Regions from separate parts of the Mus musculus genome. Here all the other regions are linked to region 4. A link is a contact called in public HiChIP or PLAC-seq and promoter capture Hi-C data. All regions are on one chromosome and are shown on one strand. Each heading gives the region's core, a stretch centred on a gene start, on an enhancer-like site or on the middle of the called end of the contact. The rest is flanking DNA. Distances are from core to core; before and after follow the strand shown. Region 1 overlaps Vav3 (vav 3 oncogene). Region 2 overlaps Vav3 (vav 3 oncogene). Region 3 overlaps Vav3 (vav 3 oncogene). Region 4 holds the start of Slc25a24 (solute carrier family 25 (mitochondrial carrier, phosphate carrier), member 24). Region 5 overlaps Vav3 (vav 3 oncogene). Region 6 holds the start of Stxbp3 (syntaxin binding protein 3). Region 7 overlaps Vav3 (vav 3 oncogene).

Region 1 (4,176 bases), core at 612-3,111, 380 kb after region 4:
GTTGTACCTGCCAAGCTTTTTCCTGGGTTATGGGGCTCTGAATGGAAATATTCATGCTTGTGTGGCAAGTGCTTTGGCCATCTCTTCAGACCATATTTATGTGTTTATAGGTGTCCAATGCAAAGTTTTTAATGTAGAGAAAGTAATATCTAATATTTATGTTTTAATGCTAATAAATAACTCTTTTAATAAAAATGCTGGTTGATAAAATCATTACATAGATTAGGCAGTCATGTTTAATTGAAGTGACTTTTCTCTTCTCCCCTGGTAGTATTTCATGGCACCATTGAAAAGATTTCTGACGGCGGCGGAATTTGATTCAGTATTTATTAACATTCCTGTAAGTAAAGGTGTGGCAGGTCAAGTGTGTTTCTAGAAAGTCTTCACGTTTTTAATGCGCTCCTGATGCTTACTTTACCACTGTCTTTGGGTTTTCTATGATTTTTATTTATTTATTTTTGCTTCCTAAGTTATCATATCCTTGCTCATATCTTTAACTCAAGGTCATTAAGAATACATGTGAAGGGCTGGAGAGATGACTTAGCAGTTAAGAGCACTGACTGCTCTTCCAGAGGTCCTGGATTCAATTCCCAGCAACCACATGGTGGCTCACAACCATCTGTAATGGGGATCCGATGCCCTCTTCTGGTGTGTCTGAAGACAGCAACAATTTACTTACATACATAAAATAAATAAACAAACAAACAAACGAACAAATAAGTCTTTAGAAAAAAGGAATACATGTGCAGAAATGAATACCTAAGATTCGTGTATTAGCTATGCCTGGTTATACTATAACTGCTCTCAATTAAGTAATTGTGATGTCACTGCCTGTCTGGCTCAGCCCCTGGAATGTCATTTACCTCTCTCAATTCCTCTGTCATGGCCTCTGCCCATTGGCAGTTAGATCAATGGCCTCTGGTTGTGCCAACCTTAACTTACATTTTGGATTCACAATTTCCTCTCCTCTTCCTCTTCTTCCTTTTCCTCTTCTTCTTCTTCCTCCTCTTTCTCCTCCTCCTTCTTTTACTTCCCTGTCTGCCTCCTCTTCATTCTTATTGTTTTATAACTGAAAGAAAATATTCACAATAGCAACTGGAGACAACACTAAAAACCCAAACCTGCACATTTTAGGAAGTAGGAACCCTGAAATCCCGTAGTATGCTGATAAATTCACCTTATTTGATAACCCCTACTTCTTATGGCTTTAATCCAGTAAAATACTAGAGATGACATATTCATCTTCAAATTTCAGCCTACAATGAACAAGCTTTCTGTCACGTTTCTGTGTGCTCCAAGGTACATAAGAAGAGATAATAGAGAATTAGTACCTCGATTAAAATATCCTCATCCCCCTCTGTGACACACACTCCCTGGCTGCTGAAAATGACTTGCTTGCCAGAATAAAAAATGAAATTCAGACTTTTGGAGTTGCTACCATAAACCTTCTAGCACAATTGATGCGGTACATATTTGTGTCATTGGTTGTCTGGTTTTAAGTAATTTGGTCTGATTGCTGTTAGCTTAGCACCAGGATGCCGTTAATTGACCCAAGTACAGATCTGCATCTCTGTGTCCCAAGGACACAACTCATTACTTTAGTCCATCAATAAAACAGTAAGTGTGTGATTAGTTTTATTTATAAAATTTGCAGTGATTATAAGATTAAACGGCTGTGGGTTTTTTTTTTATTCACAGAATAAATTAACCTACAGTAGTAAGTAGGATAATTTCTGTTTTCACTGGGCACAGATACTTCTAGTCCTATCTGAAATTGCTATTTCCCATGTCCATATCTTTCTCCTGCCTCTGCTGCTTCCTCTTCTTTTGCTTCCTCCTCTCTTGCTTTCTCTTCTCCTCTCCTTTCTCCCCACCCCCATCCTTCTCCTCTCGGAGTGACAAGTCTGACCACAGTGGGAGCTATGCTTGTGGGGTGTGCTTTTGCTTCCCACTGTTCTTTTCCTCCATTAATTTATTTATTCACTTTACAACCCATTCACTGCCCTCCCATCCTACTTCCCCCATCACACTGTCCCTCCCACCATGCATCTCTCCCCTTCTCTTCTGAGAGGGTGGAGGACCACTCCCTCCTCCCCGGGTATCCCCTCACCTTGGTACATCAAGTCTCTGTAGGGTTAGGTGCATCCTCTTCCAGCCCAGTTAGAGGAACAGGATAGGCAACAGCTTTAGAGACAGCACCTGCTTCAGTTGTTGGGAGACCCACATGAAGACCAAGTTGCACATCTGCTACATACATATCTGCAGGAAGCCTAAGTCCAGCCTGTGTATGCTTTTTGATTGGTGGTTCAGTTTCTAAGAGAGAGAGGCCCAAGCATCCAGGTAGTTGACTCTGTTGGTGTTTCTGTGGATTTCATATCCCCTTTGGTTCTTTCAATCCTTCCTGCAACTCTTTTATAAGACTCCCAAGCTCTGTTCACTGTTTGCCATCTGTTTCAGTAGACTGCTGGTGGAGCCTCTCAGTCAGTTATGCTAGGCTCCTGTCTGAAAGCATAATGGAATATCATTAATAGTGTCAGGGTTTGGTGCGTACCCATGGCATGAGTCTCAGGTTGGGCCAGTTATTCGTTGTCCAGTCCAACAAAACAGTCTCTGTTCCATTTTGTCCCTGCTTTTCTTTCACAATGTTTTCTTTTCTAAGGACCTTGTAAAAGTTCATCGGAGCTTAATGCAAGAGATTCATGATTCCATTGTAAATAAAGATGACCAGAACTTGTATCAAGTTTTTATTAACTACAAGGAAAGGTAATTTTTACATTTAAACATATGTAGGTATTGATTTCTAAAAGTAGAAATATGTATTTCGTTTGTTTATTAAAATAGGCCAGACAGAAATTTGAACATAGCACAGTTCATGAAAGTAATTTGAGCTTTGTATGTTAATAATGATAATAATAATAATAGACTGGAGAGATGTCCGGGAGTTCAGAGTGCTGGCTACTCTTGTAGAAGTTCATTTTCCAGTACTCACATGCCAGCTTACAACTATCTTTACCTCTAAGTGCAGGTGATCTATGGCTTCTAGGGACCTAATATATATGTAGTTTGTATTTATTATATATATACATGTAAACAAATACTTATACATGAAAAATAAAAGTTTTAAATGCATATGAAATATAGCAGTTAGATTTTTTGCATGGCAGTGCTCCAGACCAATATGAGACACATATATAAACACACTCAAATGCACATATATATCCACACATACAAACACAGACACAGATAGACACAAATGCACACATATACATAAATAGAGACACAAACACACATAACATAAGCACAATGCAAATACACAATGCAAATTCACATATACAACATATACATGTAGATACACACAAATGCACACAGAGACACAAATGCACCACAAATGCACATATACATGCATATATATTTGTATATGTATATATATATACACACACACACACATATATATATATATATACACACACACACACACACATATGCATAGATACACACAGAAGCATAAAAAACACAACTACAGACAGACAGACAGACAGACAGACAGAGAGACCAATCTATCTTTCCTCTAACATGGAATTTATTTATTTATTCCCCCCTTATTTAATTTTTTTAGCCTAAGATATACTGCTCTCTCATTTTAAATCAAGCAACATAATTCCCAGCACTAAGAAGTGGCTAATGAATTGCTTTGTGTCAACTCTTAGATAAATATTAACAGTTTATTAGAACTTTTAGCCAGTGGAGAGATAAAAGGAATAGCAAAGCTAACAGTCTCTTTTCAAACTATCTGTAATGTAGAGATGTCCTTGGTGAGCGGGCTCAGACTCCATGCAGTGTGAGTTATCTTCCATCCAAAGGGCTTGAGCCTCTCTTCCCACTTCTCAGATGATGTATGTTCCTTAATTAAATGCAGAAAGGAGTAGAAGGTTTATTAATGAGTGGAGTCCTGGTGATTGTAATAAAATTGTAGTAGAAAATATAACTGTCTTGAGGATTAGTAAACAGTAAAAAGTTTATCTCTAATAAAAGCTTAAAGAATTTTTTAATTTAAAAAATTGATATATATATTCAAATAACATTAACAGTCATTAATCCCTATTGTAAAATTTGTCTTGCATAAAATATGCATGGGATCAATCTTATGCCTATTGGCAACCAAAATAGTCTTGTTGT
Region 2 (3,959 bases), core at 182-2,681, 360 kb after region 4:
ATTAACATTCATATGGAAATCATCTTTCTTAGCGAGGTACTTTGGTTTGAAACGATCATATTGACACCTAGATGCGAAGAGTTGATTTCTGTGGGTTTAAAACAGTTCCTTTTGGGGTGATGAGCACTACAAGTTCAAATCCACTGCCCATCATTACATTTGTGATTATATCAGGGTTGTTGAATCCTCATTCCTGGTTATGGTGGCTCATGTCATTAATTTCATCACTGAGACAGAGTCAGGGGCAAGGGTAGAGGGCAGAGGGGCAGGAGGGAAGGGGGCAGAGACTGAAAGAACTCTGTGAGTTTGAGGCCAGCCTCATCTACATAGCAAATTTCAGGACAGCCCGGTCTATGCAGTGCAACCCTGTCTCAATCAAAACAAGACAAGACAAGACAAGACAAGACAAGACAAGACAAGACAAGACAAGACAAGACAAGACAAGACAGGACAGGACAGGACAAGACCCATTAGGGAGGTTAGCTTCACTTTCTGTGTTTTATTCACAGTTAAAGAATTGATACTTTAAGAGTAAGAACAATTCTACCAAATATTCTGAAGTGTAATTTTGCCCTTATAGGCTGAAGATAATAAGTCTACTAGTGAAAAGTAAGTTCCTACATCAGTTTACACGTTCTTTACGCATGCCAGGCAGCCACCCCAGTGTTTGTTGTGACTTCGTTTTACATTTAGTTCAGTTACCATTCTAAGAAGCTTGAGTATAGAAAAATTAACTGAGGAATGTTGGAAGACTTTTTTTTCTCTCTGATACTTCAGTTTTATTTCTTTCTCTATTTCAGAACCAGATGTTTATTTTTCTCTTGTCTTTTTCATTTTTCTTTCTTTTCTTCTCTTTCTCTCTCTCTTTCTTTCTTTCTTTCTTTCTTTCTTTCTTTCTTTCTTTCTTTCTTTCTTTCTTTGGTTTTCCGACACATGGACTGGACATATAGAATATGAAATAAGGTGACTTGGAAAGAAATTCAGAACTTCTGTAATGGAATGAAGGCACCTTTTTAAGGTGCCATGCTCTAGGAAATGGAGAGGTTGTTCCTGAGTTAGGGCCTCTGTACCTCTGCCTCTCCATCACCTCTCTGCATGGCTCTCTGCCTTTCTGTAGCCTCTTAGTTCTTGGCTTCTGATCAAATTTCATTTAAATGACAACAAAAAGAAAGGTTGAAAACTATTTACTTGCTTATAACAATACAAACATATTTTTGCATTTCTCATTAAAATATTTTGCTGAATACAAATTTAATATGCAATTACCAACAACATGTTCATATAAATAATATAAATGTCAAGCTAGGCATGATAGGATTCTGTCTCAAAAGTACAGCAACAACCAAACAAGACATCAAGGAACAGGAACAAAAGTGAGATTGCATAGCAGTGTCCCTTACTAGAGAGTTGCTGTTGCTAGTGTGTCACTATGTGCAATGTTTGAATATCCTGTTTATTGGAGCAGCAGGCAGCCCTGGGCTGGGAATCAGGAGGGAAGCCAGGGAGATGGAGCCCTCAGCCTTGTCATCTCTGAGCATGTTCTTCCTTATTTATGTTTGTTTCCTCCTCTGCAAGCAGCAGGAAGGCCAAAGTCCTTCTTGGACATTTTTTTTAGAAGGCAGGACCTAGGGTAAATGCTGGGGAGACGAATCAGCAGTTAAGCGTGCTTGCTGCTTTTCCTGAAGGTCTGAGTTTCAGTCCCTTAACCCACACTGAGTAGTTCACAACAGTCTGTAACAACAATAGAGGAGATAGATGTGATGTCTCTGCTTACCTCAGTGCACACCCATGTATACACGGCATATCCACACATAGATATGCACATAAACCAAAAATAAGAATTGAGTCTTAAAGCATAAACTGACTTATGACTTCCCCCTCCATAGAGGTGTTCCATATCATTGTGTTCTCTCCAGAGTTTTCATTAGGCTGTGAAAAAAATGACACTGTTCCAAGACCTGCTGTGGCTTAGAGATTCACCAAGCTCTAATGAGCACAAGGGGATCTACTCCACCTGTTTCATTTTCGTTGAAGGAGACTTTCCAGTGAGTTGCTCTGAAATAAAGTTCCAGAAGATTATTAATGATGTATCATGGAGCAAAAGAGGAAACAGATATTTTAGCATCTGAGATGTTAAAAAGAAAACTAAGAACTTAAAAAAAAATTGTGTTTGTCTTCATGACATCATTATTATTCCCTGAGGAATAATAATGATAATTAAGGTAAAAATTAGAGGGTAACCAAAGAGTCAAAATAACTAAATTGAACTATTTTTAAATGTTCTTCATTTTCAAAACAGAGATAAGGTCTTATTATATATAGGGGGTGGCCTTGAGCTTGTGACAACGCCTCTCCCAGAGTTTCCTGGGTAGCATGCTTACAGGAGTGTGTGTGTGTGTGTGTGTGTGTGTGTGTGTGTGTGTTTGTGTGTGTGTGTGTGTGAGTGTGTGTATGTGTGTGTGAGAGTATGTTTGAGTGTGTGTGAATGTTTGTGAGTGGGGTGTGAGTGTGTGTGCCATTGTGCCTTTTTATTAAAACTTTATCAATGCCTGTTATATAAGGTGCTCCAATGCAGATATTTAATCCTTCTGTTGGTCCCAAACAATTATACATTTTAAAAAGGCAGTTGGAGCCCAGAAAGTTGGTGGCCATGATGCATTGAGACAATCTTGTATTTAAACATTGTGGCAGAAAAATCTTGAACATTTCTATCATAATATAAGCCTCTGTACTCACATAAACCAGTATACAGGATATGGATACATATGGATGCCCAAGCACACTCCCCAGTTCATGTCTTGCTTTAAAAAGAGCAGACTCCTTAAAACTCACCACTGGTGAGACTGTGCCCTGTCGGCCCACTGGTGAGACCTGAAGCTGTGGCCGCTTTGCTTTGTGTGGTACAGTTGAAGTTAGAAACCTGTAACTTTTCGTAGGACTCATCTCCCTGGAGGTTCATTTACTAGGGGTGTGTTCTTCAGTGTGGTGATGCTGAGGCGGTAGAACCTTGAGGAAGCGGGGCTGATGTGAAGCAGTTAGGTCATTGGGGATGCTCCTGTGGAAGGCTTCGTGTGGTCTGCTAGAGTGAGTTCTCTGGTTAGTCAGTTGTTAGTAGGTGAGGCTATCCCATGTCCTGGACCTCTATTCACTGCTGGTTTATTGGCCATCCACTGCCACGTGTTAGAGCCAAGGGAGCCCTCACCAGAGGCCCAGGAGTCAAGGTTGCCTGTTGTTGGACTTCAGCTTCCAAGGCTGTTTTGTAATACCCTTCCCCCTTTACCCTCTTTCCACTCCCTCTCCTTTGTTGTCTCCCAGGATGGTCTTGAACTCATAGGCTCCTTCTGTCTTAGCCTCCCAGGAGCTGGGCTATAGGTGTCCACATTTGTAGTAAAACTCTCTACCTTTTGAAGTATCCAGCTTCAGGCATCTTACTAGGGTGACAAGTCTGATTATATAAGTCCCATTATCTGAAGCCACCAGTTGTTAGAGAAGAGGGTCTGAGGCCACTAGTCCCATAACACAGCAAGGCTGCAGCCAGGATCCAGAGCTCTGCAGATTGTGTGATATTTTGAGGCAGTCATGTTGGCAAATAACAAATTACCCAATTATTGAGTTTTTGTTCTATATTCAACAATGAGAATTACAATATTATGGGATGAGTTAGAAGTCCTGTAAGGATCAAGTGGGGCAGGGATTTGATGGGGTTTGGTGTGTCTTTCACTTCTTCCTTTCTTAATCAACACAATTTATTTATTCTTTACTAGAACTCCCCCTCCCCTCTACTCTTCAATATTCAACTCAGAAAGTCCCTTTTGCCACATCACCAGGACATTAGGATCTAAACCATGCACATTACCTGGAGACTGTGTAAATAAATCTGTTTGAATGTTCTTTTCCATGGTACTGAGAGATTCTTTATGCAGATGTTTATAACTAGATATAATATTTGAGTCTGACCT
Region 3 (3,904 bases), core at 1,163-3,662, 320 kb after region 4:
ATTAGAAGGTTTAGGATCACTCACAGATGCAGCTATAACAACAGCAGGTGTCTTGACAAGTGTTCTTTTTGAATAGGGGGTCCATTTGGCTTTCTTCTCTCCTCCTACTCTGAAAATGTTACTATCCATTGTTCTGCAGTGACAGGTAGTCAAGGTCTTTGGCTCTTAAGTTGCTGAGCTGAGGAATCAAAACAAATGAGAGATAAACAAACAAGATCATCACAAAGTTGCAGAGGTGAATACGACTGAGGGAGTAAACCAAAGGAAAGGCTGAACAACTGAAGGAAGCCTGCCAGGCAGAGGGGAAGGAAAGGCTCTGAAATAAATGCTAAGACCTGAGAGAAGAGAAGGAAAAGAGTATTGCTCTTATTACTGCACTTCCAATTTACCTATTCAATAAATCCCCCAGGAAATTTCAATTAGATTCTGATTCTGATTCAGTAGTCCCCTGGAGTCCCCTGGAGTCCCCTGGAGCAAAGCTAGTTCTCCAAATTGACCTCAGTTTTTTTGTTTTGTTTTGTTTTTTGTTTTTTGTGTGTGTGTTTTTTTTTCCAATCCTAAACTATCTTCGGATGGGCAAGCAGCCACTTCTTGGCAAGGGCATATTGGCATTCTGCATGGACTGCTTTGCTTTGGTGGCTTGTTGGTTATGTAATTCTCTTCCAGAGTGCCCATGCTTCAACTTTTCTGTTTCACCTGGGGCTGCTTCACCTTCAGGGGTTGTGGCAGTCTTAGAACTTTAAGCTCCCAGAAGGCATAAAGACATCTCCTGTGCCCATACTTGGGAGAGAGAAAGGTATTCCAAAGAGGGAAGGAACAAATGTAGGATGTCTCTTTGATACTGTACCTCCTGTTAGCCCACCCACTGAGAATGTCCTTTGCAGAACTGGAAATGTGGTTTGAGGGTTTAAGTGTGACTTTTACTTTTAAGTTCTTCCATTGAATAAATAGCAAATCTTTTGGATAGATTTTTAAAAAATATTCTATTGAATTTCAAATATCCATGGTTTTGTGTGTCAACTTGACACAAGTTAAGAGTCATCAGAGAGAATGGAGTCTTAGTTAAGGAAATGCCTCCATGAAATCTAGCTGCAAGGCAGTTTTTTAAAAAAATTGATGATTAATGGGGACAGTCTCTGCTCATTGTGGGAGGTGCCTTCCCTGAGCAGGTGGTCCTGAGTTCCATAAGAAAGCAGGCTGAGGAAGCCAGGGGAAGCAAGGCAGGAAACAGCACCCCTCCATGGCCTCTGCATCAGCTCTTGCCTTCAGGTTCCTGCCCTGTTTGAGTTCCTGTCCTGACTTCCTTTGGTGAAGAACAGCAATGTGGAAATGTAAGCCAAATGGACCTTTTTTCCCAACTTGCATTTTGTTCATGGTGTTTTGTCTCAGCAATAGAAGCCCTAACTAAGATACTGTGTACTCAGAAATCTGTTTGTTGGTATATGTCTCGTGTAACAGCAGTATACTGAACTACATGTTTATAAATACATGCATACACATAACTTGTGATTCCTAACTTACGTGTACTCATCAAAAAACCAATAGCTGGACATTGTATTTCTTGTTCTTTGATGACTTGAGTTTCACTGTGGCTCTTGGTTGTTCTTGTGTAGTGTATGCTCTCTTGAAGAGGCCTTTAGGACAGAGCTGCTTTTTGGTTTCTTTTCAAGAAATGCATTGCATCACACAGGATATAAGTATTGAAACAAATGAATATGGTATAGCATGCTCAGTGCTACGCTAAGCAACAGAAAAGGTTCTCTGAGTAGGAACACAGGGGTAGGGGATCTGCTGCCCCATCTCCCATATGATGAAGGAATAGTCCTTGAGTGGTACCCTTTTACTGAGTCTATAAAGGGCAGGAAGGATGCTGGTACTGACCAAAAGGAATAACCTTATTTTATGTCCTTTGTAGTCATTTTCTTTCCCCACAACAGCCTTATTATGTTAGCATTATCCCCACTTTATGACTGAGGAGTATGATGGTCAGAAATATAAAACTCATAGCTAGGGGGCATTGGAACAAGAAGCTGAGACACTGTATATCTGATCTCAGAGATGTTAATCATGTACTGCCTTATTTCCAAGCAAAAGTGAAAGGCTACCTCTGATTAGAGGGAATGTCCTACAGAAAGGAACAGAAAAGGGATCCATCCCCTTAAAATGTTGTAGTATCACAGATTATCCTTGCCGATCAAGCATAAGATATAGCTAAATGAGCTAGGTCTTGAGGTCCAGCAGAAATTGAGCAAATGGGTAAGACTCAGGGCCTTTTGGGTGTGCACCGTGGGGTTTGATGAGCGCTTTTAGCAGGTGTGAGCTGTAATTCGTGATCTCCATGCTGGAGTCAAGCACTGTGTCAGTGAGAGGAGGCTGTGGGAAGCTGTGGTCACACCAGCAGCAGGAAGAACCGGTATGAAGATGAGGAACTGTGGTAGAAAAACAGTGCAGAGCTTTGAGAGCGAAGACACGAGTCATGCATGGCTAGAGAGCTTCTGGGTGATTAGGAATCGATTGTGATCAGAGAAATGGAGTCAGAAGAGGGAAGGGTCACTCCTAGATGACTGGAGAGGAGCAGGGCTTAGGGAAGGGGAAACAGTGGGGCAGGAACAGGTGCACCTGACAGCAGCTTAAAATTGATGGGGGACACCAAGGGCATTTGCATTCACTTACTGTAAATATATTCAGCAACCCAATAGATATTTTCCTTTAGCAGATTTTAAGTAAAAGTTCCCATTTTAAACTTTTCTGTAGACTGATGTTTTTATTTTTACTTTCTTATTTAGTATTCGGCAGGAGCTTGGGTCCCTGTAGTGTACTTAGAAATATTGGTCTTATTTCTTTTCAAGTGACTTGCTTTTTCTATGATCAGAGTGGGTGAAGGAATATTTGTCAGTATTTGCAAGGCTGTAGCAAGCCTTCACATTCTTACTGTGAGCCTCCCTCCTGCTGCACTGACCGTATTCCATCTCAGCTGTGCTGAGAGATCTTTGACCCCATCACACTGATTTACAGCTAAGCTGCAGCTTATCCAAGTTACACAGGACATTTGGTGAGTCTAATACGTTATTGCATATGATGGGTGACCAATTCACAAGGATAATTGGTGAACTCCAGGCAAATGGCTCTCAGTAGCTGGTCTCTTGCCAGCAGCAACCATGCAGAGCTCTAAGCTTTGAGTCCTTTGGCTGTGATGCCCACGTGCATGTTTTCTATATCCACTCATCTCTTAAAGACATATTTGCATCTACAGGAGTGTAGCGGTGATGGCGGGGATAGAAATGTACAGATGTCCTTGCCTGCTGGGGATCAATACAGGAGGCGTGTTCCAGGATGAAGCGTGTACCCGACAACTTCAGGCAACAGTGCTGGGCAGCCTCTGCAGATGTGTGGAGTCTTGATGAGGGGAGGCTGTTGAGTCACTTGTTTTCCACCCAAAGCACCTGCATCTTTGTAGGGATCCATTGTTGATTACAGAGCCTTGTCTAGCTCACCTCAGTGCTAGTTAGAATGCCCTTTCAGCATGAGCCACCCTGACAAATCAAGACAGTGTGTGAGGAGCAAAGAAAGGACTTGTCAGTTCATGGTGAAGTCAGAAACTGTTAGGATAGAATTGATGTATTACAGTCTAGAGTAGTGCCCATGGACGTGTGAGTGCCTGTGTGCATGCATGCATGTGTGCATCTATGTGAGTGTGTGTGTGTGTGTGTGTGTGTGTGTGTGTGTGTGTGTGTACACAGATGATTTTATCAGAACTGTGGTAGGTGATTCTGGATATAGGTTTTTCCTTGCTACCCTTGGCCTGTTTTTCTGTGAAGAGAGAATATGGATAATAATTGCTACTTAGGAGTTAGTAGGCACCTTATCAGCCATGTACCAAATCATTTCCAGTGCCCATTTGTAA
Region 4 (4,301 bases), core at 62-2,561:
GCAGCACATAACTCCCGATATGTTTCTGTCACTATATAGCTCTGCTCTTTTCAGAACTTCCTAGCATGCGATTGCTTTCAGAGCTGAGAGGCAGCTCCTAGTTCGAACACAGCACAGGTTGTTCCACTGAGGAACCTTTATTTCTGGGTTGGCAAGCGTCCTCAACATCAGCCATCTCCAGAGATGGCCTTAGAAGCCATTTTCCAGGAGAGCCAACAAAGACTGGTGGCGTCTGAGAGCCTTTCCAGAGGAAGGGGCTAATTTCCAAGACTATGGCTTGGAAGCAATAGAGGCCCAGAAACTGGTTACTGGCAGCCTTTATCTGCAGACTCTATTTATACACAGTATATTTTAATGTACAGAGTGGTAAGGAAGGAGGGAAATTCAAGTCCTCCACTTTGGAAGAAACAAGTGGTTTTAGTGTTCGTTTTAAATACCCGGACACAACAGGACATAACCACAGATTCTGCTAAGCAGCAGTGATTGAATTGAGACTATTCCAGAGAAGGACATTTCACTTGATGGCAAAGCAGCTGTTCATATTCTCATTTTACTGACGGGAGGCTATCCAGGGAAGCTACGTTAGGTCTTTGGAATTACACAGCCGAAGGAGCAGGTATCGAAGTCTCTGTAGTCCCAGCGTTTCTCCCGTTATCCCAGAAACTGTGTCTCACCTGAACTATAAATGGCAAACCTCAGGACCACACCTGTCTCGAAGGAAAGAAGCTGGGGTTTCTTTGTGTGCTGTGGGAAGGTACCCACTGTGTTCCATCTTCTCTCCTTTCTCTATGCCCTCTTGGGTGGCTGATGCTCCTCTCAGAAAAAGGCCTCTAGCAGGCCCCTTTCCTCTCCCTTTGGTCTGATAGCCATTTTCACTTTTGACTCTCTGTCCCAGATACCCACCTACTGCTGTCTTTCTGATGAACTCTGCACTTCTCCAAGTCTTCCAGCCCAACGGGGCTTTGAGGTTGAGCAACCTGCTCATCAAACTACCCCCAAACCCAAGCTTTAATAAATCTGTTGGCGAAGTTTGTGCCTTTGGGCAGAGCAGAAACCCTCCTTGCATTCCCCCCTTCATCCCCCCCTCCCCCCCAGCACCCTATCCTACCTGGTTCTGGAGTCAGGAAGCTGGCCCATCCCCTCCTAGTCGCCAGCGCAGGCCTGGGCCAGCTCCGCCCAGAGCAGCAGCTGGGCGACCACACCCTGTGCGGAGCTCAGTTCCTGCGAGCCAGAAGCCTCGCCCCCCTCCCCCCCCCCCCCCCCCCCCCCCCCGACGACGATCCAGACAACCCGCGGCCGCCGCCCCACCCCACAGGCCTCCGCACTCGGATCGCGCCCCACCAGCTCACGGTGACTTCCCCGGGACCATGCTGCGCTGGCTGCGGGCCTTTGTGCTGCCCACCGCCGCCTGCCACGACGCGGAGCCGCCCACACGCTACGAAACGCTCTTCCGGGCGCTGGACCGCAATGGGGACGGCGTGGTGGACATCGGAGAGCTGCAGCAGGGGCTGCAAAGCCTGGGCATCCCGCTGGGCCAGGACGCGGAGGAGGTGGGTCGCTGTAGGGTGTTGGGGTGGCCGCAGGCGCCACACAGCCAGGTCCTGGGAGGGCGGTGGCCTGAGGCCAGGCAAGGAGGAGGAACTATGCCCGCCAACCCGCTGAAAGAGCTCCAAGGAGTTGGATCTGGAAGGCGGCGGGTGTATTCCCAGATAAATTAATGTTGCACACTTAAAACTGTCAACACTTTTTGTTCTGAGAGCATCTCTGGTTCTTGGCTCACTTGTCCCGTCCTTTGCAAACTTTTCATGACCTGCTGTCAGACTTTAGTGAGTCCCAACTTTAAGTAACTTTGTTACAGCTAGAGTTTATTGTTTCAAAAAGGAGTTAAAACCGGCCTTGCTCCCAACTGCTGGGTGAGGTAGAAAGGCCACATTCCGTTTTTATGACGTTCAAAGTTAGTCCCCTGGGTGCACGCATTGATCTGAAGGGTTGACCTGTTGCAAAGCAATTGGACTTTCTCTGAGTCATATGAATTGTGGCCCTGACATCCAGGCTCCTTGGCAGGGTGGGGACACTAGATCTGGAACTTGTCCAGCCCGCTGTCTTACAAGAGGACGCTGGCTTTTCTATCTTAAGAGGAAGGTGCTTGAGTTACTGAGTGGGCCACAACTGTTCTGTACCTATATTTAAAACTCCTCTTTCAGTCACTGTCAATGCCATTAATAGAGGAGTCTTCACTTTAGTTTGTCCTCTTGGTAAGTTACAACTTTATTTTTTGGAAGCTGCCAGTTTTGCCCAAGGCATTATTCTATATAACTTTACAGAACTTCTGTGTCTGCAGGGGTCCCTCTTTCTTCCTTATCTCAGTTCTTCCCCCATCTTCACTCTGGCCATAGGTTTGCCTATTCGATGCACTTTCTGAAAGAACCAAGTTCGAGTGTGGCTCTTCTACTTGCTCCGGGCTGACTCATTTCCTCCCATTTCTTGAATCAAAGGCCTGCCTAGCTACTTTTGAGTGATAGCATCTCTTCAGCCACCCTGTGGCTGCATCTCAGAGGCATGTTTCGGTTATTAGTTGTTTTTATTATTCTAATCACTTCCAGGTGTTTTCTAATCACTGACATGATGTCTTTGACTTATGTATCATTCTAAGTGTGCTTTAGGTTTCCCAATACATTTTTGTTCTTTGAAAATATGAATAAATTAGACAACGCATCCGGGGCATGCCTCCAATCCCAGGACTCTGAGAGTTGAGACTGGAGAATTGTTGCTAGTTACAGGTCAGCTTGGGCTCTGTCCTCTCCTTATCTAAGTCAAACTGGAGTGAACTGAAACAAAGAGCAACAGCAGACCTCAAGGTCCCCAGCCCCACAATAACAACAACCCTATAATAACAACAATCCCACAATAACAACAAACCCCACAGAGTCAGGAGGAACTTTCTGTAATTAAAAACATTCTGTAATTAAAAAAATTATTACACATAAATTATGTAAAAACCTATAAGCATATAAATATTTAGAACATGGCAACTCATATTTGTCACTAATAAATGAATATATTTTGCACACACACATATGTATTATATTATATTAATTTTGTTCAGATGTGTAGTGTCACTATTGGTGGTCATGCCTCATGTGGTCAACTATCCCCAGCAGTAACACATTCTTCTACAGAAGGTTAGTAATGCTTATTTTTCAACTATAAGAGTTTTTGTACTTTTTCCTTTACATTTGTAGTAGTTTAGGAAAATGAATGAATACACATTACTTTTACAATTAAGGGAAAGTTTTGACCTTCGGTCACCTCGTCTGTGGTATGTCTTCCTAGACTGTCTTTCAGAGATGAGCTGACTGCATGCAGCTGTGAGTGGCTCCCTTACCTCACGTGTCACTACTGTTACAATTCTTGAGTGATATTACTTATTTAATCATTATACCCTCCAATAAGATCAGCTCCCAATACTGGTGATTCTGCCTCACTCGTTGGACCAACGTGATACTAAAGGATTTAGGGCTAGCACGTGAAATACACTGATGCAGCAGTGACCTGTCTAGTAATAATAATAATAATAATAATAATAATAATAATAATAATAATAATACAAATTGAACTTTGTATCACTTGTGTTTCTTTGTATCACTTGTGTTTCTTTTACACACATATTTATTTATTTGTGCATATGGGTGTGTGCACACATGCGTGCTTGGGGGCCATCGTGTGTGTGGCAGTCAGAGGAAAACTCACACAGTCACTTCTGTCCTTTTACACGTGAGTACCAGGATGGAGCTCAGGCCTTGGTGGCAAGTGCCGTTACCCTCTGAGTTGTCCTGTAGGCCACAGTTGTTAGTGCTTCTGTTTTCATTGTAAGTAGGACAAGCTAGCCAAGAGCATGCTGGGGAAACCGGATAAACATGTGGTATGTGATAAGACAGGGAATTCCTTGGCCATGGGCCAACTTGAACACCATTTTAACTGTCATCTGGACATATATTCCCTGACTTTTTTTCCTCTTCAGGCCATTTCTCCCCACATAAGCAGTGAATGCCCCTGTCCCCCCAACACATTCTAGAACGATTTTTTTTCCTTCTCTTCATTTTCCTGAGGCTCCCCTCAGGCTGTGGCTGGAATCTGGTGGTTCAAACCCTCAGTGATGCTTAGTAAACCAGGCTCCGGCTTTCCCTCCTCATTGGTAGGGGAGTAGGATTTGAAACAGAAGAGCTTCATACAAACACAGAAATTCCTAGAAAGTCTAGGCCAGGCCCATAGGGAATTAGCCACATGGAATCAACAGGGGG
Region 5 (4,148 bases), core at 1,250-3,749, 300 kb after region 4:
ATGATCAAGTAGGCTTCATCTCAGGTATGCAGGAATGGTTTAATATACACAAATGCATCAAAATAATCCACTATATAAACAAACTCAAAGACAAAAACCACATGATCATCTCCTTAGATGCTGAGAAAACATCTGACAAAATGCAACACCCATTCATGATAAAAGTCCTGGAAAGATCAGGAACCATATCTAAACATAATAAAAGAAATATACAGCAAACCAGTAGCCAACATCAAACTAAATGGAGAGAAACTTGAAGCAATCCCACTAAAATCAGGGACTAGACAAGGCTGCCCACTTTCTCCCTACCTATTCAATATAGTACTTGAAGTCCTAGCCAGAGCACTTTGACAACAAACAGAGATCAAGGGGATACAAATTGGAAAGGAAGAAGTCAAAATATCACTATTTGCAGATGATATGATAGTATATATAAGTGACCCTCAAAATTCCACCAGAGAACTCATAAACCTGGTAAACAGCTTCGGTGAAGTAGCTGGATATAAAATTAACTCCAACAAGTCAATGGCCTTTCTGTACACAACGGATAAACGGGCTGAGAAAGAAATTAGGGAAACAACACTCTTTACAATAGTCACAAATAATATAAAATACCTTGGCATGACTCTAACTAAGGAAGTGAAAGATCTGTATGATAAGAACTTCAAGTCTCTGAAGAAAGAAATCTAAGAAGATCTCAGAAGATGGAAAGATCTCCCATGCTCATGGATTGGCAGGATCAACATTGTAAAAATGGCTATCTTGCCAAAAGCAATCTACAGATTCAATGCAATCCCCATCAAAATTTCAGCTCAATTTTTCACTGAGTAAGAAAGAGAAATTTGCAAATTCATCTGGAATAACAAAAAACCTAGGATAGCAAAAACTCTTCTCAAGGATAAAAGAACCTCTGTTGGAGTCACCATGCCTGACCTAAAGCTGTACTACAGAGCAATTGTGATTAAAAAAAACACTGCATGGTACTGGTACAGCGACCAACAGTTAGATCAATGGAATAGAATTGAAGACCCAGAAATGAACCCACACACCTATGGTCACTTGATCTTTGACAAAGGAGCTAAATCCATCCAGAGGGAAAAAGCCAGCATTTTCAACAAATGGTGCTGGCACAACTGGCAGTTATCCTGTAGAAGAATTCAAATTTATCCACTCTTATCTCCTTGTACAAAGCCCAAGTCTAAGTGGATCAAGGAACTCCACATAAAACCAGAGACACTGAAACTTATAGAGGAGAAAGTGGAGAAAAGCCTCAAAGATATGGGCACAGGGGAAAATTCCTGAACAGAACAGCATTGGCTTGTGCTGTAAGATTGAGAATTAACAAATGGGACCTCATAAAATTGCAAAGCTTTTGTAAGGCAAAAGACACTGTCAATAAGACAAAAAGGCCACCAACAGATTGGGAAAGGATCTTCACCAATCCTAAATCAGATAGGGGACTAATATCCAATATACACAAATAACTCAAGAATCTGGACTCCAGAAAATCAAATAACCCTATTAAAAATGAGGTACAGAGCTAAACAAAGAATTTTCTTTTTCTTTTCTTTTTTTCTTTTTTTCCTTCCTTCCTTCCTTCCTTCCTTCCTTCCTTCCTTCCTTCCTTCCTTCCTTCCTTCCTTTCTTTCTTTCTTTCTTTCTGAGACAGTGTTTCTCTGTATAGCCCTGGGTGTCCTGGAACTCACTTTGTAGACCAGGCTGGCCTCGAACTCATAAATCTGCCTGCCTCTGCCTCCCAAGTGCTGGCATTAAAGGCATGCACCACCACCGCCCGGCTAAGAATTTTCAACTGAGGAATACCAAATGTCTGAGAAGCACCTGAAAAATGTTCAACATCCTTAATCATCAGGGAAATGCAAATCAAAACAACCCTGAGATTCCACCTCACACCAGTCAGAATTGCTAAGATCAAAAATTCAGGTGACAGCAGATGCTGTTGAGGATGTGGTGAAAGAGGAACACTCCTCCATTGCTGTTGGGATTGCAAGCTGGTACAACCACTCTGGAAATCAGTCTGGTGGTTCCTCAGAAAATTTAACATAGTACTACTGGAGGATCCTGCAATACCTCTCCTGGGCATATACCCAGAAGATATTCCAACTTGTAATAAGAACACAAGCTCCACTATGTTCATAATAGCCTTATTTATAATAGCCATAAGCTGGAAAGAACCCAGCTGTCCTTCAACAGAAGAATGGATACAGAAAATGTAGTACATTTACAGAATGGAGTACTAAGCAGCTATTAAAAACAATGAATTTATGATATTCTTAGGCAAATGGATGGATCTGAGGATATCATCCTGAGTGAGGTAACCCAATCACAAAAGAAGTCACTTGATATGCACTCACTGATAAGTGGATATTAGCTCAGAAAGTTAGAATACCCAAGATACAATTCACAAAACACATGAAACTCAAGAAGAAGGAAGTCCAAAGTGTGGATAATTTGTTCCTCCTATGACTGGGCACAAAATACCCATGGAAGGAGTTACATAGACAATGTGTGGAGCTGAGACGGAATGAAGGACCATCAAGAGACTGCCCTACCCAGGGATCCATCCCATAAACAGCCACCAAACCCAAACACTACTGCATATGCCAGCAAGATTTTGCTGACAGCACCTTGATGTAGCTATCTCTTTTGAGGCTATGCCCCTGCTTGGCAAATACAGAAGTGGATGCTCACAGTCACCTATTGGATGGAACACAGGGCCCCCAATGGAGGAGGTAAAGAAATTACTCAAGTAGTTGAAGGGGTCTGCAACCCTATAGGAGGAACAACAATATGAACTAACCAGTAACCCCAGAGCTCATATCTCTAGCTGCATATGTAGCAGAGAATGGCCTTGTGGAACATCAATGAGAGGAGAGGCCCTTGGCCTTGCGAAGATTATATGCCCCAGTACAGGGGAATGCCAGGGCCAGGAAGTGGGAGTGGGTGGGCTGGCGAGCATGGAATGGCGAGGGTATAGGGAACTTTTGGGATAGCATTTGAAATGTAAATGAATAAAATATCTAATAAAATTGTTTTTGAAAAAAATTAAAAATAAATTGCTTTGGAAACCACTGGAGTAGATCTTAGCTTGGGTGAAAACGTTATAAAAAGAGATTGAGGTTGGAATGGTAGAAATTTGAATAGCTAATAGGCATTAATTGCTAATTCTCTTTAAAATCAAGTCTGAAAATAATATGAGAAGTGGTTTTTTTATGTGTCCTGATGTTATTGGTACACAGGGGAACATTCTAACCTCTAAGAGACACATGCTGAGTGATTTAGGAGGGAATACCCCTGTCTGCACCCTCCTTTTCACAGCACAGACAGAATGTTTTTTGCGGTAACGGCCATGCACACGAAAGCACACACAGAGCTGTTGTGAGTGTGGAATAGGTGGAAGTACACGGTGTAGGTATATTATTCTTTCAGCCTTTGTGCTGGATTTCTTAAACTGGAAACTGAATAGAATCAAAGGAGTGAATACGTGAAGGAGCAGGGTGTCTGGTGGGCTCAGCTGTGTTTGGGACCTCCATAATGATGCCACAGCCCCCTTCCTCTGTCCCTCCACTCTGCTCCTGTTTTTGCCCACAGCAGAACACTTGGGAGTCCAGAGTGCATGCAGAGCCTAGTGCTTTCAGCCAAATTTTGAAGCACTATGAAGATCTCCCAGGAGTATTACTAGAAACGCTTAAAGCAGAGCCTTTTAGCTTTTCCAGTATCTATGATATTGCAGGCATTCAAAAACAGTTGGCTAAAACCAGGTATTAAACAGAGTAATCAGGCTAGTGAATTGCTGGAAAAGCAAGAGCACACGAGTGACTTTGTTGGGATCCAGCAAACACTTGTGGATCGGAATAGAATTGAACTTGCGAAGGTTAAGGAAGGTTAATATTGGCTCCAGTAAATTCAAAGCCTGATTTTCAGGCTTCGTGACTGTTTTCAACTGTTTCGACTTTGAATGATGCTTCTTGCCTTTCTGACTTCATGATCAAAGCGTTTTGGTAGAGACCTGCTGCAAGTTTTTCCTACACATGGGGAAAATGTGGGTTTGGTGAGACATCTTCAGAGGGTGGTATTTGCAACTGTGCTTTGTTCCTTGGTGAGCTATGAGTCTCTCCTCACTTAATTAT
Region 6 (4,210 bases), core at 356-2,855, 280 kb before region 4:
TTCTTATTTTTTCAGCTAAGCCATTTCTTCAGCCCCTTAATGTGTATATGTTTTGGGCTATTCTTGTCTTTTGGTTGTGTGTTTCGAGTTACAGGCGGTCCTAAGACTATTTTACAGCCTTACATCTTTTTCCTTTCATCCAGCCTGCCTATCTATATTCTACTCTCCATGTGGTGAGCCTGGTGTTACCCTAAGTTAACAAGAACAGGGAAAGCCTGTTATCTTCATGCTATTGATACTGGCGTTACTAGCATAACGGTATCTTTTTCTCATAAGCCCTGATATAAGGTGCCATTATAACTCAGAAGTAATTTCTTCAGCACAATTTGTCACCCACTTTCGTATGAGAGTCAATATAGACAATCTGCCTAAGTCAGTGCTTTCCTTACATCACGTGGGTCCCTGGGGATGCAATTCGTGTCCTTGGGCTTGACAGCAAGCACCTTTACCCACTCAGCCACCTTGCAGGCCCCCAGAAAGGATAAATTTGAAAATAATAAATATGAAAGGATAATTTTGTATTTCACAAAGTCTACTTATCTATTTAGTACCTTCTATATGGTAAACACCATGCCTGTACTGTTTTGGATTTTAATTTTATACAAGGAATTCTTGAAGGCAGAATTCTGTTGGCTAATTCCTATTCTGTTCCTTGTTCCCCAAGTCGGAGTAAGAAACACTAATAAGACGTTATTCCTTTTCTACTACTAGACTATAATTACTTAGAACCCAGAGATGCCAAACAAGGAAGGTCCTTCCGGTTTGCTGCTTTCATTGCTCTTCTAACCTGGCAGACCTAGGTTTGGTGTCATTTTAATAAAAGTCATTAAAGTTGGTCGAACCAACAAGAAGACCAATTGTAACACAAGGAGCAGACTATGCAGGGACCGGATACTAGATAAAACTTTAACAGTCCGCTGTTGCTTTCTCAAGAACTCTTTTTTTTTTTTTTTAAAGCAAGTCATATTCTCTTGGAACAGTGGCAGAAGGCGCTCTTGAAAAGCTACGCCTGCACTTTTTAAAGGACAAGACACTGAAAAGGATGGTAGTAAAAACCCTCGGTGCTAACATGAATATGGGACACCAAGCGGCTTCTGAAAACACGGGGACGAGGGCGGGACAGAGTAGTAACACAGAGCTCAGACTGTGTCGGATGGAGAGACGTCCGTGCCTGGTGTGGCGAGGGGGGTGCAATGGGAAGAGCTGTCCCGGGACAGCACAGGGACTTGGGAGGGAAAGTCGGCCCGAGTCAGGTCGCCCAAGGGTGGGGCTTTGCGGAAGAACCTCACCGGGGTGAGAGTTGGCCAAAGCCGCGGAGAAGGCCGCGTCTGGCCACCCCGCCCATCCCTGGTGCTGGCACGAAACCCGACTCTGGGCAAGCCGGAAGGAGTCAAGCCAGGGACTTGGTCCCAAAGCAACAAGTGCCCATGCAGCTCCCAGAGAGGCTGCAGAGCTGCAGCGGGAAAGAAGACCCCCGTACAGCCGACCCTTCCCGGCCTCATCCCTGACCCCTCCGCACTCACTCCGCCACACGACGCTCTTCAGTCCCCGCTCCGATACCGGCGGCGCCATCTTCCCCCAGCCGTGGAGCTACAGCCACCGCCTCCCACTCGCAACCTACTTTGGCCCTGAAAGCTGCGCTCGGGGGCGGGCCCTTCCCCTCGCGGTGGGGAGGCTCCGCCCCCTCCGCGGGCCGCGCCCTCAGGTGACGTCACGCGCATCAACTAGGGCGTGTCCCGCCTGTGCCTGGACTGCGGCTGCGTAGTGTGGTCAGACTTCTGTGCACTGTCTGGCGCCCCCTAGCGGAAGCCTACTATAACCCATATCTCAGTGTCCAATTTGGCATCAGAAAGCAAATATGTGAACTAACACAATTTATACAATTATGAATTTATACATACCGGGTCTTTTTTATTTTACATTTATCTGTGTGTATGTATGCATGTGTGCATACCAAGGCTCGCAGGTGAAGGTCAGAAGACCTCATCTTCCACAGTGTGGGTCTTGGGATGGAACCTAAGTTGTCAAGACACATCCTGCCATCCCCAATACGGAGACTTTATGCTTTACAAAATAATGTTTCATTCAGCAAAGCAATTCAAACTATACTGTTCAGAAGCCTGTTCAACCGCCATATGGGAAGTCTATCCCTCTCAACTTCATTTTAATAATTTTTGAAGATCATTGATTATTTAAGCTGTAAGGTAACCACCAGTGTTCCCAGAACTGTGATAGAGTTTCAGAAAAGTCTAAGAAATGAGAGACCCTCTTATTCCTATGAAGAATTTTACATTTTAAGTTATAGAGCACGATTCCTAGAATTGTTAATTCCACAAGGCAGGAGTAAGACCACTACCATAATTTTAGAGCTAAAATTGAAGCAAGCTTTATTATATCCAGGAGCACCAGAGACCTGGCCAATTAGGGGTTAGAGAGAGAAGTGCTGAGAGTCCCTTTTAAGGAGCAAAATAACAAGTAGTTGCAAAACAGTGTTACAGAAGCAAGACAACAGGGCAGTTGGGAAGTATAGGAAAATTTCAAAAGGACAAAAACCAAGTACTTAGTGATAAGGGAGGGTCAAAGTGTTCTCAAAAACAAGTCATGGTCACAGGGTGGTGCAGGGCAGGTTCCAAGAAACAGAAACTTAAAAACAGAAACTCAACTCTTACAATAAACGAAACTTTGTGTTTAACAATACAACAAAATGTCTCCTACCTTAAAAATGGAGTCAGGCAGGTTTCTCATTCTCCCCTTGACCTTTGTGTCCTTCTCAAATCCTTGATAGGGGACTGTCTTTAATAATGTTGTCAAGTGGCAATGATTCTAGCCTTGTTTGGTGGATGCAGGGCCCAATTATGGTAGCCAGTAGAAACATTAGCAGGCCAAAGAAGGGGAGAGCCATCTTAGCCATGTTGTCGGTCAACATTTGTTTGAAAGATTTTGTTTATTTATTTCTCCATCAATACTTGTCAATAGTATGAGAAGAATCAGAGATACTAAAACAGCACATTTCGGTAAATTGCTGACAACCAAGATTACATTTAAGTAACAGGTAAGAGGGATCTTTTCTGACACAGAGTTTCCTTGTTGACTATCTATCTGGTGGTAGATGGAGCCAGAGGTTATACCCCAAACTATTAGTTACACACAGGGTTCCTTTGGGTATGCTAAGTTCAATCGAGGTGATTGATGAGTCTTCCTTTCTGCTTCTTATTTTAGCACACCTGTGATTTCCACTATTAGACCCCTTTAGAGAATATTTGATTATGCTAAAGTCTGTATTATTACTTTGGGATTGGTCAGTTAGAATAGGTCATCTCTAGAATCCTCCATCCATGGTGGATAAAAGCAATCGTTTTCATAACAAGACAGTATCAGGGTGTTCCCTATAATAGGATTGCCTTTATTTCCCCCTTCAAGATGCGTTTAGATTCTGTTTGCAAAGCTTGAAAATAAGACGGCAAAACCGTTAGCCATAGGACAATCATGGTATAGATTCCAACAGCAAGATCACAACATTTAAAGTTATGTTAGATGGTCAAACCTTAGAAAGTTTGATTTCTTTTTAAAGATTTACTTATTTCATTTATATGAGTACTCTATAGCTGTCTTCAGACACACTAGAAGAGGACATCAAATCCCATTACAGATGGTTGTGAGCCACCATGTGGTTGCTGGGAATTGAACTCAGGACCTTTGGAAGAGCAGTCAGTGCTCTTAACCACTGAACCATCTCTCCAGTCCAAATGTTTGATTTTTTTTTTTGTTTTGTTTTTCGAGACAGGGTTTCTCTGTATAGCCCTGGCTGTCCTGGAACTCACTTTGTAGACCAGGCTGACCTCGAACTCAGAAATCCGCCTGCCTCTGCCTCCCGAGTGCTGGGATTAAAGGCGTGCGCCACCACGCTCGGCGTTTGATTTTTTTAATAGTCCCTTTTCAGTCACATTTTACCTCTAGGGGTCTGTCCTCCTCCACAGGTCCCTCAGGTGCCTTCTTGAGGTGTGAGGGACGAATCAGAGAGGAACCCAGCAATAGGCGCCTGGAGAATTACAAGGTAAGGGCCTTTCCATCTATGTTCAAGTTGTCGATTTTGAAATAGTGGACCAATATAGCATCTCTGGGCTGGAATGGGTTGTCAGGTGTGTGGTACCCACCAGGTTGAACAGCCTGAACCTGAAGGAAAATCTTATTTAAGATTAGCTGCAATCCT
Region 7 (3,737 bases), core at 1,211-3,710, 280 kb after region 4:
GCTGTTACCTGTATTCCACTGGGCTTCTAACCTAGGATGGCACAGTGGGGAGTGGCTGGAGAGTTTGTGGGGAGTAACACAATCCTGGCAGATATTCCCTAACAGTTCTGACTTCAAAATCGTTTGGTCCACTTTGGTTAAACTCGTGACACCTGCAGGCATTTCCTCCTCCCCAGTCCTCTTTTGAGGTGCTGTTACTTTGACTGAAAAAAAAAAAATCAAAGCTGCCCTTCCAACTGCTCAGACGTATTATTTTTCCCCAGAAACTTTCATGCTCCTCTTTTTCTCCCAATAACATGTTCCCATGTCTTGACTTTGATGTTTGTCCCCTTTCTGCATATCACCTAATTGGAGATATGTCCTGGCCCACCTCAAGCTCTGCCAGGACAGCTACAGCTGCTTTACACTGGCAAATGAGGATTAATGAGAATAAGATTAGATCTAAGAATATAAGATATAAGAATAATGAGAAATAATGAGAATTTTATCTTTGCCTTTTTACTCTGACCAAAGCCAAGCTTAACAACCCAGCTATGTCAGCCATTGAGAGCCATTCCTGCAAATCAGAAAGTATTTGGTGCCACCCCTTCCCATGGCATTCATCCCCCTGTTGAACCAGTGAGCCTGTTTTGTCTAACAGGTTGGCATTGTTGCCTGCAGGATTCGAAGCTGTTAAGGCACCTAATAATGTTTCTTTCTGAGCATCCTGCACATCCTTGTTGCTCCATGAAAGCTTGTCAGTAGAAGGACTCTCCTAGCTCAGTCGTCTAGGTCTTGCAACCAAAGAGTGTGGAGACATCAGCCGTAGGGTCTTACCATTACAGTTCTGATGGGAAACTAAGAACAATGGCAATAATTGGTATTGTTTGGGTGTGGGGGCCTATGGGACATCCTTGACCAACAGGTCATAGTGGGAGATATTTCATACCTGACACTGAAAGTTTTGTTTAACAACTCATGGCTTTGGGGACAAATGTTTTCTTGAAGGTTTAAACATGTAAGACCTTAGAGTATTCTAAAATGCACTGAATGCCAGAGAAAAATAATAATCACAGTCTGCTTACAGTTTTAAATTATAGAGAAATTTCAACTAGAAATCTGTTATGTTGTATTACTAGCAGTGCTTCTCTATGTGGCAATAGAGGATGGAAAAGGAGTGTTATAGAAAGTGGAAAGGTTGTTCATCCCAGATATGAAATAAACATCACATAATTGCTTACAAAAGCAGTTACCATATTTAGACAAATGACACAGGATAAAAGATGAGCAAACTTGATGTAAGAATGAAAAAAAATATGGTAACAATTATATCTCTCTGTATTACAGGGATAAAATGCTACTGTACATTCAGTTACCAATTACCCTTTAGACATACTGAGAGCATCACAGAAGAGCAGATCAAATTTTTACTTGACCCCTGGTCTGGCCTCATGTCCCCTAGTGATATTCAAGCTTTAGTAGTTCTTAGAACATTTATGTCTCTGCCTTACCTATTCTGTTTAACCAGTAATGCACAACTGCATGTGCATCTTAGAACAGTGTTACCCTTATTTGCTTTTCTACACCAAGTGTTCTGTAATTACTTGAATATCATAGCTGTTTCTAATGTCCAAATTCAGAAAAATATGTCCCCCAAAGGAATTCAGTGACCTTCTACTGGAACTGCGTGGTGATTCCTGCTGGCAGACTGTGCTATCTGACAGATGTTGAATATTCTTGCGGTGCCTTTGGAAATACCAAATAGCCTTACACTGTCCCCATGACATGTTATGGTGCTCTCTGCTGTTATGGTGCATATTTTCAGAATCGTAGATCAAAGATCATAACTAGTAGGTCATGGGGTATGTGTGGAGAATTGCTTGTTTCCGATGAAATTGTTATCTACAGAGTCTGGGACACAGCAGGTGCCCAGCCTGTTCTAATGATTTTTCTCTGGTCTAGTTGCCAGCTTTTCTATTCACATTTTCCTAGGGTTGTTTGGCCTCTTAAACATTTATAGCCTAATATTCTTTATTCACAGGACATCACATCTTGTTAATGTTTGATTTAAGTTTGTAAGAGGGTGACACAGTTGTTGACTGTGAGTTTCTGGCATAAGGCTGATGTGTTGTTTGAAAGCCTTATTTACATAAAACAATGGGCAAAGATATGCATTTATTAACAATGTAAGTGAGGGAAGAACTTGTGGGCTCTGTTTTCCTGGGAGCTTAATTGCACAACAGCATTGCCAGGAGGAGTTCTATGTTAGATGTGAGTCTGGGTCAGGTATCAGAGACTGCAAAGTCATTATTAGGAGGTTGTAACTTGATGCTGGAGCCGTACCTGTTGCAGGCCATGATGTCATGACATGTCATGATGAAGATAGCTATTTCAGAAGGCCATTTGCAGGAAATGAAGGGAAATACAGTATCAACCACACTGCTTATTTTAGCATTTTTCTGCTTGTGGTTTAGAGGCAAGGAGATTATCTGCATCAGCCTCTTCTCATGGGTTAGGGACTTATCTTGACTCCAGTCCACTGGTGGGACCAGTACAGTGTGTTCCACTCACAGTGTAGGCTTTATAAGGTATAGCATTTCATTTTTAATTCAGAAGAAAAAAATTCTCTCCTCTCTATCTGTTAAACGTTAAAGAATTTGTAGGTAGGACATTGATAGCTTTCAACCATTGCTGCTGACATTTCAGAAGAACGGACAGCCGGCATTACATATGTATGCAGTGGTAGGTATGTGCTGTTGTATAGTGTACTTATAAATACACTATATTAGGTTTTCACTCCACATAGCGTGTTAGTTTCCAGTGGATCACCTAAATGTCATAACTTGTCACCAAGGGATCTTTATTCATGTCTAATTGTTTCAAATTATTAAAATATCTTTATCAATTGTACTTTGCAATGATTCCAGCATTGATTTGAGTTTCTAGAAATGTGCAGGAAGCAGAAGCGATTTTAGTTAGGTGCTGGCTGATCATAAGAAGTATTCTGCAAGTAGTCTGTACTATTGCTTGTTTAGAGGGAAAATATACTCAAAAGACCCAAGGAGAGTCTTGACAAGGTCAAGTTTCAGAAAACTGAGATCACACCAGTCATGATGCAGACAAAAGCCAGACTGTGTTAATTGCACATCTGCTCTGGGAAAACCCAAAGCAGCCAAGTTAGACTTTTGATCTGTCTTCTGGTCATATTTTTACCAGTTATTAGCTTGGCTTTAGGCAAGTTACGTCACCTTTCCTACTATTTATAGCTTACCTAGCACATGGACGCAATGGCTATTTCATAAGATCCGAAGGGGATAATGAAGAAACACTACTAAGAACCTTATTCAACCTCAGTACCTCATATTGCCTTAGAAAGGCCTACGATTGAACTCGCTCTCTCCAGGGGTTAATTGTGGTTGCCTGCTTCTTGCACCTTTCCAGGAATGTGTGTTACTGTGCCTTGGTAACCATGAGAACACACTGTAATGGCATTTATCAAAATGTATTGGGATAATTTCCCATCTCTCTCCTGCAGTATGATGTAAGGTCGTTGAACACAGTGGGCCATACTATTCGTTACTTTGCACAGAACTGGGGAGGCTCTGGAAAATGATGCTTAGTGAGTGAGTTGATTGGATGGCTGATACTGTCTGCTGTCCCAGCTTGCCTTAGGCTCTTTGTATTAGTGTATGTATATGACTATACTTTTGGTACTCTGTAATAAGCTTTTATGTGCTGGGTAAAATAAGATGCCATCA

Evidence for each region. Promoter capture Hi-C pulls out the DNA fragments that hold promoters and counts their contacts. HiChIP or PLAC-seq counts read pairs in DNA pulled down with a chosen protein or histone mark.
Region 1: a contact with region 4 is called in an H3K4me3 HiChIP or PLAC-seq map of bone marrow-derived macrophages, with 3 times the contacts expected there. The contact joins the enhancer-like site here to the promoter of Slc25a24 in region 4. A contact is called at or near these places in 13 of 39 promoter capture datasets (the 3T3-L1 cell line, the HPC-7 cell line, HPC-7-derived erythroid cells and 8 more), 2 of 15 datasets of contacts at CTCF or cohesin (large pre-B cells and stem cell-derived epiblast-like cells), 6 of 484 Hi-C or Micro-C datasets (bone marrow-derived macrophages and embryonic stem cells), 8 of 115 datasets of contacts at active chromatin or transcription factors (the NIH/3T3 cell line, bone marrow-derived macrophages, effector CD8 T cells and 3 more) and 3 of 9 other capture datasets (adipose tissue, embryonic stem cells and liver).
Region 2: a contact with region 4 is called in an H3K4me3 HiChIP or PLAC-seq map of bone marrow-derived macrophages, with 4 times the contacts expected there. The contact joins the enhancer-like site here to the promoter of Slc25a24 in region 4. A contact is called at or near these places in 18 of 39 promoter capture datasets (the 3T3-L1 cell line, 3T3-L1-derived adipocytes, the C10 cell line and 13 more), 2 of 15 datasets of contacts at CTCF or cohesin (large pre-B cells and stem cell-derived epiblast-like cells), 12 of 484 Hi-C or Micro-C datasets (LSK cells, bone marrow-derived macrophages, embryonic stem cells and 3 more), 14 of 115 datasets of contacts at active chromatin or transcription factors (the HPC-7 cell line, the NIH/3T3 cell line, bone marrow-derived dendritic cells and 7 more) and 3 of 9 other capture datasets (adipose tissue, embryonic stem cells and liver).
Region 3: an H3K4me3 HiChIP or PLAC-seq map of bone marrow-derived macrophages shows a contact between it and region 4, with 5 times the contacts expected there. The contact joins the enhancer-like site here to the promoter of Slc25a24 in region 4. A contact is called at or near these places in 9 of 39 promoter capture datasets (the C10 cell line, the HPC-7 cell line, cranial neural crest and 5 more), 1 of 484 Hi-C or Micro-C datasets (bone marrow-derived macrophages), 1 of 115 datasets of contacts at active chromatin or transcription factors (bone marrow-derived macrophages) and 2 of 9 other capture datasets (adipose tissue and embryonic stem cells).
Region 5: a contact with region 4 is called in an H3K4me3 HiChIP or PLAC-seq map of bone marrow-derived macrophages, with 5 times the contacts expected there. The contact joins the enhancer-like site here to the promoter of Slc25a24 in region 4. A contact is called at or near these places in 5 of 39 promoter capture datasets (the 3T3-L1 cell line, the HPC-7 cell line, embryonic stem cells and 1 more), 1 of 484 Hi-C or Micro-C datasets (bone marrow-derived macrophages), 2 of 115 datasets of contacts at active chromatin or transcription factors (bone marrow-derived dendritic cells and bone marrow-derived macrophages) and 3 of 9 other capture datasets (adipose tissue, embryonic stem cells and liver).
Region 6: a promoter capture Hi-C map of the SN4741 cell line shows a contact between it and region 4, with 2.4 times the contacts expected there. The contact joins the promoter of Stxbp3 here to the promoter of Slc25a24 in region 4. A contact is called at or near these places in 9 of 39 promoter capture datasets (the 3T3-L1 cell line, 3T3-L1-derived adipocytes, the SN4741 cell line and 5 more).
Region 7: an H3K4me3 HiChIP or PLAC-seq map of bone marrow-derived macrophages shows a contact between it and region 4, with 4 times the contacts expected there. The contact joins the enhancer-like site here to the promoter of Slc25a24 in region 4. A contact is called at or near these places in 5 of 39 promoter capture datasets (the C10 cell line, the HPC-7 cell line, embryonic stem cells and 2 more), 1 of 15 datasets of contacts at CTCF or cohesin (the NIH/3T3 cell line), 1 of 484 Hi-C or Micro-C datasets (bone marrow-derived macrophages) and 1 of 115 datasets of contacts at active chromatin or transcription factors (bone marrow-derived macrophages).

Annotation. Positions count from the first base shown.
Region 1 is chr3:109,506,125-109,510,300 of GRCm38.p6, forward strand. Vav3 (vav 3 oncogene) reads left to right here. Exons shown (of 27, transcript NM_020505.2): 7 at 272-340; 8 at 2,660-2,763. Among named protein-coding and RNA genes, the nearest start is that of Vav3, 170 kb to the left of the region's middle. Within about 2 kb of position 1,862, at least 1 of the 459 cell types and tissues checked has an H3K27ac peak or open chromatin away from gene starts, as enhancers often do. A contact at or near this core is called in bone marrow-derived macrophages, where this site is marked.
Region 2 is chr3:109,479,305-109,483,263 of GRCm38.p6, forward strand. The region is part of intron 2 of Vav3 (vav 3 oncogene); the gene reads left to right. Among named protein-coding and RNA genes, the nearest start is that of Vav3, 140 kb to the left of the region's middle. Within about 2 kb of position 1,432, at least 10 of the 459 cell types and tissues checked have an H3K27ac peak or open chromatin away from gene starts, as enhancers often do. A contact at or near this core is called in bone marrow-derived macrophages, where this site is marked.
Region 3 is chr3:109,437,064-109,440,967 of GRCm38.p6, forward strand. All of the region lies in intron 2 of Vav3 (vav 3 oncogene), which reads left to right. Among named protein-coding and RNA genes, the nearest start is that of Vav3, 98 kb to the left of the region's middle. Within about 2 kb of position 2,413, at least 18 of the 459 cell types and tissues checked have an H3K27ac peak or open chromatin away from gene starts, as enhancers often do. A contact at or near this core is called in the HPC-7 cell line, bone marrow-derived macrophages, hematopoietic stem and progenitor cells and 1 more, where this site is marked.
Region 4 is chr3:109,121,838-109,126,138 of GRCm38.p6, forward strand. Slc25a24 (solute carrier family 25 (mitochondrial carrier, phosphate carrier), member 24) reads left to right here and starts at 1,312. Exons shown (of 10, transcript NM_172685.3): 1 at 1,312-1,550. The coding sequence starts at 1,368. Gm19391 (a long non-coding RNA gene) reads right to left here and starts at 1,237. Exons shown (of 2, transcript XR_867568.1): 1 at 1,109-1,237.
Region 5 is chr3:109,417,017-109,421,164 of GRCm38.p6, forward strand. All of the region lies in intron 1 of Vav3 (vav 3 oncogene), which reads left to right. Among named protein-coding and RNA genes, the nearest start is that of Vav3, 78 kb to the left of the region's middle. Within about 2 kb of position 2,500, at least 5 of the 459 cell types and tissues checked have an H3K27ac peak or open chromatin away from gene starts, as enhancers often do. A contact at or near this core is called in adipose tissue and bone marrow-derived macrophages, where this site is marked.
Region 6 is chr3:108,838,897-108,843,106 of GRCm38.p6, forward strand. Stxbp3 (syntaxin binding protein 3) reads right to left here and starts at 1,606. Exons shown (of 19, transcript NM_011504.1): 1 at 1,524-1,606. The coding sequence starts at 1,572.
Region 7 is chr3:109,398,406-109,402,142 of GRCm38.p6, forward strand. All of the region lies in intron 1 of Vav3 (vav 3 oncogene), which reads left to right. Among named protein-coding and RNA genes, the nearest start is that of Vav3, 60 kb to the left of the region's middle. Within about 2 kb of position 2,461, at least 12 of the 459 cell types and tissues checked have an H3K27ac peak or open chromatin away from gene starts, as enhancers often do. A contact at or near this core is called in the HPC-7 cell line and bone marrow-derived macrophages, where this site is marked.